Linked DNA regions of Danio rerio: region 2 is linked to region 1. A link is a contact called in public Micro-C data. All regions are on one chromosome and are shown on one strand. The core of a region is the stretch at or near the end of the contact, and the rest is flanking DNA. Distances in the headings are between cores, read along the strand shown.

Region 1 (5,859 bases), core at 947-3,446:
TTGTTTTGCTTTTGAAATGCATGCAACATTTAAAGCAAGAGTTAAAAAAAAAACTGACTAAATTCAGTTGTTGCAGGGTAAGAGCTTTAAGAACTGCTGACACCATGATTAAAGAAATCATTCACCCAAAAATGTTCCAAACGGGTTTAAGAGGTTTCTTTTGTTAAACACAAATGAAGGCATCATGGAATCATTATCATTACAGGGATCATTACATTTTTGTTTCAACTATTGATTTTAAATGGCTATTCTTAAAAGGGGGGAAAAGTTTATAACCAGTTTATTGCGAGTAATTTCCATGTATGGGTGAACTGTCCCTTAAGATTGATAGAGGTAAAGTTGGATTTATATTCGCATATTCGACATTCTCCTTAATGTAATTTCAGAAAAGCATTATTTGTAAATTTCTAATAGAGAAATCAGATTAGTAGCCGATGACAATCAAAGTACAACATTGCTCACACTGAAATAAATAGTGCTACCCTAGTGCTGTTTTGAAGTACTTGCATGCTAATTTAGACCGAATATTTAAAGTAGCTTAGGTAAACAATATAGGGGTCATTAAATGAATGAATGTGCTAATATAAATCTAACTTTACCTCAATTTAAGATGGGTGTTTCTCAAAACTCTGATATATCATATAAGATAAGAACACATAAACCTAGTAAACATACAATGCTTCAGTCCGTGTTCATCTAAGCAACATTAATGTTGTTAATAGCTTAAGTTATTCTAACATTTAATTGATAAAAATGTGGGATTTCACAGCAGATTAACATATAAAACGTTATGGAGATGTGCAGTTTGGTGCAGACCCATTTAATTGTGTTGTTGGCTCTTTTATTTGCTAAAAAAGTATAAGGTGTCAGTCAGATGACAGGAGGCCTATAGTTTGCACAACAGGTTTTTCAGCAGTTTTGGTCATGTTGATCATTTAAACCTGCATTCATTTGCAGGTCAAGTTACAATGCAGCAGGCTTTCCAGCATTACCTTCTATTACAACGACTTTGGTCCGAGTCTGAATCTTGTTGATTGCAATGCTATAAAACAAATAGTTTAAAGGTGATGAAATTTTAAGATTGTCTTAATTACAGACATCCAGATCAGAACCTAACAAACTAATGAAGCAATTCTCAAGGAATGAGCTGGAAAGCTCTGTTCTAGATCACTGAACAGCACTGTGATTTACAACCAGCAGTGCGAGGAAGGGGCATTGTTAAAAAAAAAATGAGAGAGAGAGAGAGACTCTTTGCTCAGTCACAGAAAAGGAGGGGGACAAATAACTTTAGTGGGCTGCTTCCGAATTCCTCCACCACCCTTCATCTCGTTATGGCTTTCCGTACAGATGATGATAAACGAGCCCGATGAGGAGGTCCCATCACGATCCTAAAACCAGGGCCAAAATACGGGTGTCTGAGGATTAAACCAAATCACAGCTACACCATCCACCCCCACGCTGGAGTAAAACACGCATCACGTTCAATAAACGCCTTTCTGAATTATCTGCAAATCTCCTTAGCTGCGTATTTTTGTGCATATAAATAAGAGTGGTGTGTGTGTATTTTACAGCCAACCATAAGCTTAGGAAAAGCGCTCACTAAAGCGCACGTGTTTCATTTGTGCAGTAACGTGAGCGCGTGAATTTTAGGAGCTGGGAGGTCTCGCGCACTGCACACCAATATCAAGTGTGTAAACAAACTATTTCCGTACTCTCCAAAAACGCGGTTTTCAGCTGAACAGCAGCTCAAAAATACGCCCGAGACTTGCTGAAGCACCCCGCTGTGAGAGTATTTAGAGCACGTGAACTCAGGAAACAAGCAGGTAATACAAGTAAAGTCGGGCGAACTCGTCAACATTAGATAAACATGATGAAAAATAGCTGCGTGTATACGGGACTCACCCTAAAACCACCAGTTCCCCGTACTTTACTGGCTCTTTGGTGGGCGCACAGTGCTCCTCTTGACCCGGTGAAAACATGAGGCTTTTCGGACAACACGGCGCCTCTCTCTCTCAATTACACGATCAATCCAGCGACGAAAAGGGAAAGACTTCAAAGGACGCTTTTAACAGCCATGTTACCCGTTTTACCTGCGCCCAGTCTTACGTTGTACTTTTCTAAAAATAATTCAAATCAGCAAAATAACATATCCGACAGAAAATATAAAAATAAAGCCTAGAGTCTGGGAGACATTTCATTATAGGAAGAGCGAATAACTTAATGCTTCCATCCGCTGAAAGAAAAACAGTACTAGTAGGGGGTGGACCGTACCATTCACTTATAACGACTTTACGAGGGGTGGCGTACTAGGAAACTTTTTTTTAAGATTGTGGTTAATATTCTCATACCCTTTATCAGCGGGCTATGCATAATTAGAAACCTTTTATAATTGTCTTTCCTCTTCGTTAATAATAACGGAAAAAATTACGCTAAGACATTTCATCTTTCGTTCTGAAAACAACGCACCCCCTCTAACGGCACAGTCCAACTCAACGGCGGTCTGAGGCGGCACCTTCAATTATGTAAACAAAGCATGAAACTTCGACATTTTTAAAGAGATATCATTAGGTTATGAAGGTAGTTTTTACCATCTTAATTTAGAAACATTTTATATATCGGGCAAATAATATAAACATTAATGTATTTTTTCCATAAAAAATAGGGAAACATCTTTTTTTATTTTTAGATATAGAAATAAATAACACATTCTTTAAATGGAGTATAAAATTATATTGTTTTCTTGTTACACATTTTATTGTCCCCTAAACAAAAGTAGCATTTCAGCATAGCATCATAAGTTCATTCATTTTCCTTAGTTTCTATTTCAGAGGTTACCACAGCGTAATGAACCACCAACTATTCCAACATATGTTTTACACAAGGTATGCCCTTACAGCCGCCAACCAGTACTTGGAAACACTTTTACATTCACACATGCACTACAGACAATTTAGCTTTCCCAATTCACCTGTAGTGTGAGTGTGTATACCCACCCATACACACTCATTTACATACATTCATGCTACGAAAAATTTAATTTATTAATTTTCTTTTTGGCTTAGTCCCTTTATTAATCAGGGGTTGCCACAGCAGAATGAACCGCCAACTTATCCAGTATATGCTTTACACAGCAGATGCCCTGCCAGCTGCGACCCAACACTATTGACCTTATTCTCCGCAGACGAGTGGGCGCTGCCATTTAAATCTTTTTGGCACGAGACTTCCGGTCTCATTCACTTCCATTAATTTTTAGACATTAAAAACTGCTTGTTTCGCTGTTTGATGTTGCAAACTGATATTTCCTTGTTATATTATTCTACTTGGTCTGTATAGTCATGCAAACATTTGTTTGTAGAGCAAGTAGTTTGACCGTTTTTTGACATTTATTATTCCTTGTCATTTCTCCCATAGGAACTGAAACGGAAGTTTTAAGACAATCGCGAAAACAGGCGCACTTCTGCATTTTAGAATAAGGTCAATAGGAAACACTTTCACATTCACACACATACACTAAAGACAATTTAGCTTTCCCAATTCACCTGTAGCGCATCTCTTTGAACTGTGCACCCGGAGGAAACCCACGGCAAAATGCAAGAACATGTAAACTCCATACAGAAATGCAAACTGACCCAGCCGGCTCTCAAACCAGCGACCTTGCTGTGAGGCGACAGTGCTAACCACTGAGCCACCGTGTCGCCCTAGCCTGATATAATAAAATATTACAAAGCAGCTTTAACAGTGGTCAACAGTCTGATTGACACTGAATTGAAAGCTTCTGGACTTGTTCCGTTTGCATCAGGGATTTTGTATCACCTGCCAGAGGGTAAAGAGATCAATATAACATGGATAGAGTACATGGGATGGGATTATGTTTGACTCATTCAGAGTACATAGCTCATACAGAATCTGGGTGCTGGTATAGTCTTTTACATCTAGTTTCATGGCAGTTAGGTCAATATACAAATGTTTCAACTTCAAATTTTTACAGAAAGACTGATAAAATAAATATGGAGTGATAAAAAAAGATACATAATTTTCTTATTAATTCCAGAACCACAATCTGGTGTTTTTCACAGACCCAATTAACAGTGTCCCATGTAAGATTTTGCCCTCCTATATTGCACCCGAGAAATGCAATCCTAATTTTGATTATGAACAAATGCTGGCAACATGAGAAACAGTTACACTTGGGATCAAAAAGGATTTCCCTTGATTTATTAAATATAACTATAGCAGTAAGCTACATAACCAAATCTAAAATATAGTTTTTGATGAAACTGTCTTAAATGTTGTCCTGTGTAAAAGCACTTGTGTAAAAGTGTAAAGTTAAGTACACTAGTCCACATATAGTGGATCTAAAAGTTTTTTTTAAATCACCCAGAGACAAGAATAGATTTGGTTCAATAGCTTTAGGACACCTTTGATGTCACTTCAGATGTTCACTACTGTAGTTTAGTGTATATAGTTAGATTACCGCTCAGCATGTTAGTTATTCATTAATTCATTTTCTTTTCGGCTTAGTCTCTTCCGCTGTGGGGTCGCCACAGCGGAATGAACAGCCAACTTATCTAGCATATGTTTTACCCAGTGGTTGCTCCTCCAGCTGCAACCCAGTACTGGGAAACACTTATACACACTCATTCACACTCAAACACTACGACCAATTTAGCTTATTTAATTTACCTGTACCACATGTCTTTGGACTGTGGGGAAACCGAAACACCCGCAGGAAACCCACACGAACATGGGGATAACATACAAACTGCACACAGATATGACAACTGACACAGCCGGGACTCAAACTAGCGACCTTCTTGCTGTGAGGCGACAATGCTAACTATTGAGCCACAATTTCATCCATATTAGTTATTTATAAGTTTTAAAACTTATGTCCAAGTGTTATTCATATTTTTGATTATGTTTATTTATGTGGCACCGTGGTCCTGCGAGACACGACATTTCGTTCCACTGTATGTCCACATATCAATATTATCATAACATATTATCGTCAATAAAGATGTTGATAATTGAACTCAGAGGTTAAAAGTACTAGCAGCTCATTACCAGTTTCTGTGTTGAAATTTTACAAGACCAACAAAGGTAATGTATTACTTCAAACTATTAAAATGTCACTAAAAGTCAATCTGCTCAAACTTTTCAACTTCAAAAGTTGTCGAAGCAGAGATCAAGGTCCCACAATGCCATACAAAAGCTTAAAGTCCATGTTCTTCAGGTGAAGAAGTCATTTGTGCAAGTTATCTATTGAAAACAAATGTTTTGGTAATCTTCAGTCAAAGTCTGTCCTTTTGCTTCTACTTTGAAGTGGTGATCGTTCTTTGTTTGTTTTTTGTATTTGCTTTTTGTGCGGAAAATAAAAGAAAACATAACAAACCTCTGTTCAGCCACAATATTCTTAACCCTTGTGTATTGTTCAGATTGATTACCCTTTCGTTATGTTAGTGGCTGATTTTGCCCCATTGACTTCCATTATAATGACATTTTTTAACACCATATAATCATGCATGGCTTAGTGGTGGCTTAGCAAGAAGGACGCTAGTTTGAGTCCCCGCAGTTGGCTTTTCTGTGTGGAGTTTGCATGTTCTCCCCGTGTACATGTGGGTATCCTACCAGGGTCTAAGAATATGTGCTACAGTTGAATTGCATAAGCTAAATTGGTGTAGTGTATGGGTGTTTCCCAGTTATGGGTTGTAGTTATTCAGGAAAGTTAGTTCTGGAAAGCATATGCTGGATAAATTGGTGGTTTACTGCTCTGGCAACCCCTGATGAATAAAGTGACTGAGCCAAATGTAAAAGAATGAATGAATAAATCATGAATTCTTGATTTTGGTGGTTTTAGTA
Region 2 (5,859 bases), core at 1,557-4,056, 44 kb before region 1:
ATAAACTATTTTGTTAGTTACCTTTTCTTTTATTACTAATTCTAATGTCCGCTTTGACCTTTGAACTCTTCCAATTTGTTTTTCCATTGAGTTTCCATTTTTCCATCCCTTTCAGCCTTACAGCTGCATGTTTCCACAGACTTAAGAAATAAACGATGATGCAAGGCTAATACATGTTTATCTCTGCTCTTCCAAAACACATTCTTGGAGTGCTACAGCACTGCACAGTCTGAGCGTCTCTCGTCTTAAGCTTATTTCAAGTCTCTACTAATGAGCTGAGGAGTTCAGCTGTGGAATCAGATGTTTGTTTGATGAGCAAGTCCAATTTTGAAGATCTGAGATATGAAACTTGCAGGATGTCTCTATCTTGCACTTACATGCAGAGCAAAAAAAGTTTGGCAACTTCTGGAATTTTCATGTTGTTCATTTGGGTTCTTTTTGTTCGATGGTATATTAGGGGACACTGAATAGACCATATACAGTACGCATCTATAACAGCAAGCCCTCAAAGATCAGATCAGGTGTGGTTAATTAATTACTGAAAACGTATTGGATCAGGTTAATGCTTGATGATCTTCAGTCTCTGGGTTTGTGTATTCTCTACTGCTTAAAAATGTTTAAAATCCAGTTAATTTATCAAATAAACAAAAGCATACCATCAGTAAAAACATCTTGGACGTTTACCTTTAGCAATATGTTCATCAGCAAAATAGTTGTTTTGAATTTGATGGTGTGGTGAGAATGCAGAACCACAATTGTCCCCCAGAAGGCGCTAGATGTTCAGAGACTCAAACAAGGTGCTCAATTGACTGCTTATGATACATCTACACAATATATCATGCACTGTACAAAGAAAACCATGACTTTCCAAACTAAACAGAGCAAAACAAAGCCCCTTATTTGAGCAAGATATCATGTGAAAGAACTTGCAGACTAGAGCACTATATTCCAGACATGAGGTTAGGAGGAACATCTTTAATCTTCATTTTAGGGATCTTCCTTACCATGATTTGAACTAGTACACTCTAAACTACCCGAATCTTCACTGATACAACAAGTAGCATCCCACAACCTGAATGAGAACTCCCTGCACATGGATTAGACCCCGGATCCTAATAAAAGTTTCAGATGATTTTGTCTAGACAGTTTCTGCAGCTGTGAATTAGGACATTTTACCACTGTAAAATAGCAGTGAGCAAACCGATGACTGACTGAGAAATTAGTTATGTTTACATGCACTAATTTACATCAAACTGAATGAACTGAATCTGATTTCACATTTGTTTATATGTACTCTAAACATTGTATTTAATTCAAAATTCTGTTTATGTTCATTTTACATGCATTCATTCCAATGAAAACTTTGGCACAATGTAAATAAAGTATATAGTTTTATTTATATTTAGGCAGGCTATTGTATCTGAAAATCAAAATACTAGTTTTAAATTTTGAAAGTACATTCCAACTACAGGTGTTTGTTTGTTAGTTTATGCACATTATAAAACGACAAAAGAAACTAGTTTAATAGACTTGCCTTTCGTTAAATTTAGTTGACAATGCAATACTGATAACAGTATCCTTAATAAAATATACTACGATATTAGAAATAATACAATTTGTATGTTTTGTTTTGTTTTAATTATAGAGCTACTTTAAACATTATTATTACAGCGCATTCTAAATCAGAATGTTTCATTACGAAGTCTAATGCAAATATACAGGCAGTGGTTTCACATGCTTTATAATAATAAGAATAATAATACACTCATTGCAATTTTTCTGGGCAGTCAACCATTTGGCCTTCAGACTCCACACTATCATATTTCTGAAGAGGAGACATTTATCAAATTATGCGAAGGCTAATGCATGTCAATATCGCACTGCCCTCAAAAGTAGTCAGATTCAAGCATTGACACAGTCATTTTTTGTTGTTGAATTGGGTCAGTAAAAAAAAAAATTAACCACCCTCTCCATTCGGATCAAAATGTCATTCAGATCAAGCTCAGTCTGACTAGTTAAGGTGTTTACATGAAGATTTTTTTTAATCTGATTGAACCATCAATCTAACTACATATGTATTTGAGTCTGCGTAAATGTAGCGCACTGTGAACTATGCATGTCATGATTTTGCAATAGTATCTGGACGCAGCCTTTATGATGCAAGCTGAGACTGCATCGCTCAGAGATGCAATGTGAGAAACAATGCACTAAATGGAGCTAGTGACATCACTGTAAGGGAGTAGGGTTAGGGGTTAGGCGAGCACATTAAAAAGCATTGGATGCAGCTCAGGTTGCATCTGCACCAAGTCTGCAGCCAGACCTTTCTCTGATTTTGCCAAGTACGACGAGATCCTGGATTTACATCTATGTTGATCCTGGAACATCATTTTTGATCAAAAATGTTATCCATACTTAGTCCTTACTCCTAAACCCGACCATAATTCTAAATGATTCCCAAAATCTGAGCGGAATAATAGTTGTATAACAATCAAGCAGAAGTGCAAAAACCAAACCGCAAGCTTAAACTTAAACTGTAAATGTATCCCTTAATTCTGATTGGCTGATTCGAATGTTGTTCCAGGATCAACATAGATGTTAATCCAGGAACATGTCCTACTTGGAGAAAACAGGCGGTAAACTACACTGAACAGACACCGCTCACATACTAACCAATTTTCCTCGAGTTTGAGCAGAGCGTGTTTCTCTCAGTGTGTAAACATCTCCACACACTGATATCTCCCTCCACACACCAGGCTTGGATTCCTCTGTGAACCCGCCCCGCGGGTGCATGACTAGCACCCCATTGGTAGTCAAACCGTCCATGTGACCATCTGGATTCTTCCATTTGGCTGCTTTTTCCTGCAGAGAGATTTAATTACTGTACATAAACAAAAATATGTGCACCGCACTTTGTTTTTAGGTACACATGGGCGAGTCATTCCAGTTAGCCAGACACACCTATATTTACCAGGTAAGTTTAGATCAGTTCCACAGGATCAGCAGAAGTGGATACTTCCCCAGACAGCTCATGCACACGTATATTACTCCCCAGACAGCAGTATATATTTATAAATAATAGCTTGATAAAGTATCTAGTAATGCATCTCAGACAATTCCATTTCAGGACCAGGCATAAAAACCGCACTTACTCCGAGAAATATATTCTTGGAAGAATCGAAGCCTGCAGCGAAGATTCGTGCGGTGTAGGGTGGGTTACGCTCACACACCACCCGGCAGGCGAAGCGGGAGATGGTGCTTTGAGTGATGGGTGTCTCCTCACTCTCTCCTCCCCCTGACACAGTGTCAGTCACCACAAAGTCAATCGGGCCCTCCGTCGATCGGCCGATCTAAGATACAACAGACAAGTTCAAAGATTCTCAGATACATCTTATATTGTCATACAGACAGCTTGCTGTGACTGCATGACTCAGATGGGAAACATTTTTTAATAAACACAGGGTTACCACAGATCATGGGCTATCTGGAATTTCTGAATTTTTTATTCTTTTTCAGGTAATTTGACTGCCAGGGATTTTTGTTATTAATTGAAAAAAAATACTTCATTAATTCATTTGAACTTCCAGTCTATCTTTGTTTGGGCTTTAGCACTGTATCCTTAACAAAAGTGACATGAGAACGTGATTAAAGATACATTTTTCTTAATCTGCTCAAGTGCTATTAGGTCATGAAAATACATCATTTTAGTCAGTAAAAGTCATGACATTTGGCTTAGCGTGGGTACTCTGTATACAGTAATATTAGTGGTAGAAGTAAAAACAAGTATATATTGCACAATACAGTTTAAAAGTTAATGATCAATAAAATTTGAAATAAAGTCTTTTGAAATCTAACCCGGGCTGCATTTAACACAAATGCACCAAAATAGCCGTTTTCATTGGAATTCATTTAAAATAAATTCATAAGCACTGCTGTGATGGTACATTTAAATTTGAAAAAATATACACACATACACATTAACACTTTGCCCATTTAATGAATAGCACAATAAAGCTGTCACTTTACCATCACTTTAGAACTTGCACGAGAAACATTGGCAGCAGTACATATGATCAATATGCACTGGACCAAATCAGAATTTAGATTTTAGTCAACGGGCATCTAAGTGGCACTGAAATGAGGCACCAAGGAATTGAAGGCAAGGGAAGCATCAATGATACGTTTCTTTATATGAAGCCAACTGGTTTCCTTTTTAATCAGCAACCTTAAGTATTATAACTTGTATTTTTATTGTGAACCTGCTTGCTTTATTTGCGGAGTCTTAAATTATCGCACTACGTTACCAATGTACGAGTTCGCAAATGTGCATTCAACTGTTTTTACAAAACTTAGCTGGTCTACAAGATGTCAGAACTGAATCAGGCTGTTTTTTGATTCACTGTCCAAAAAAAAACAATGACAAACCAACATAAACATTGCTGAAGATGGCAATGTTTAGTGGAATCATGGACGTCAGCAACACTACTGTAAATAATCATAAGTTTTGTGACAAAACCCTTATGATGCAATAAAAACAAGTCAATGTGTTGTTTATTAGCAGAAAAGGCAAAAAAAATTTCATATTTATGCTAAAGATTTAACCATTTGAAACCGGTTTGTAGACTGCTGTTAAAAGCACTGTAACTGTCAATTTTTTGTTAATGTTTTTGTATCTAATTTGTATTGTTCAGTAATACAATCTCACTTAAAAACTTAACACCGAACCCTATACTGGAATCAAATAATCAATTAAAAACAATCCATATCTTGGTATATCAGGAATCTGAGGAGCAAAAACAAATTCTTAAATGAGCAAACTATTGTATGTGGTTTGAGTCAAGTGACAATTACGGTCCCTACACCGTTTAGCCTCAAGAGTAAACAGGATGGAAAATAGTTCTGCATGTGCTGGTACTTGTTTGAAGAGCTTATTTTGGTTTTAAATGTGGGATGGAAATTCCCAAGAATAGAGAGGTGCTCGTTGCACTAAATCCTGTTTATAAATACATGTACTGAAATAAAAGACGCAACGCTCTCCACTTTATTTCCTTTTTATAGAGAGAGTTTCTGTTTTGTCCTTGTGGGCTACTGCTGCTGGTTCCTGTTTTTGCTTTTCTTCTCATTTGCTCATTTCCCATCTGCATGACTCTTTCCATCATGTGCAGACCTGGGGCTTGTACAATGAAGCTGAATTAGCTGGCAAGTCAGCTAAGTTTTGGTTTGCACCAATCCTGGATTTTCGGTACCAGTAAGAAAGCTCAGCTTTAATCGTTATTTGTTGCGATGGTATTCTATGCTGCATAGCTAAACTGCTCCAGGGCTGCTTTTATGTTCTGGATTGGAGATCACAAACCGACATTCAACAAATCAACTGAGAACAAAATTGACATCTGACGCAATAAAGAAACTCCAGTTTCTGTTGCTATTAATTAAAAAGGGCTGTATTTTGTAAAATACTTATCAAAAGAAAAAAAAATCTTCTGGTTTTAAATGCAGAATAATTATTTTATCCACAATCAATTACAAGCCTTTTTAGTTTAACAACCAAGTAATAATATTTATATATACATTTAATGATATGGGTTTAGACTTCATCTCCTGATTATTTAAATAAATAAATAAAGACAACATACGACTCTCTGTATGTATATCTACACAGTGCATAAGTGTAACAGAAGGCAGCTAGTGAAGTGTTGTGAGGGTAAACCTTACTACTTTGACCTCTAAAGGGACTCCAGCGACATATAGAGGCCATGGTCTTCAGCCCCCTTGTTATAGCAACCGAACACCATACAAAGAATGGCCGGTTCGATCCCAGTTCAGAGTCTGTTGGGTGCAGTTGGACCAGAGGATTTCACGTGG

Evidence for each region. Hi-C and Micro-C count contacts between places; a contact is called where the count stands out from the background.
Region 2: a contact with region 1 is called in a Micro-C map of caudal fin, with 4 times the contacts expected there. The contact joins the enhancer-like site here to the promoter of peli2 in region 1. A contact is called at or near these places in 7 of 18 Hi-C or Micro-C datasets (caudal fin, embryo, hematopoietic stem cells and 1 more) and 2 of 4 datasets of contacts at active chromatin or transcription factors (caudal fin and embryo).

What each region holds. Positions count from the first base shown.
Region 1 is chr17:49,012,897-49,018,755 of GRCz12tu, reverse strand. It overlaps peli2 (pellino E3 ubiquitin protein ligase family member 2), which reads right to left and starts at 2,196. Exons shown (of 6, transcript NM_001002616.1): 1 at 1,903-2,196. The coding sequence starts at 1,979.
Region 2 is chr17:49,057,893-49,063,751 of GRCz12tu, reverse strand. peli2 (pellino E3 ubiquitin protein ligase family member 2) reads right to left here. Exons shown (of 6, transcript NM_001002616.1): 4 at 3,150-3,347; 5 at 2,671-2,859. All of the region lies in intron 3 of LOC141378415 (a long non-coding RNA gene), which reads left to right. Among named protein-coding and RNA genes, the nearest start is that of tmem260, 41 kb to the left of the region's middle. Within about 2 kb of position 2,806, at least 4 of the 62 cell types and tissues checked have an H3K27ac peak or open chromatin away from gene starts, as enhancers often do. A contact at or near this core is called in caudal fin and skeletal muscle, where this site is marked.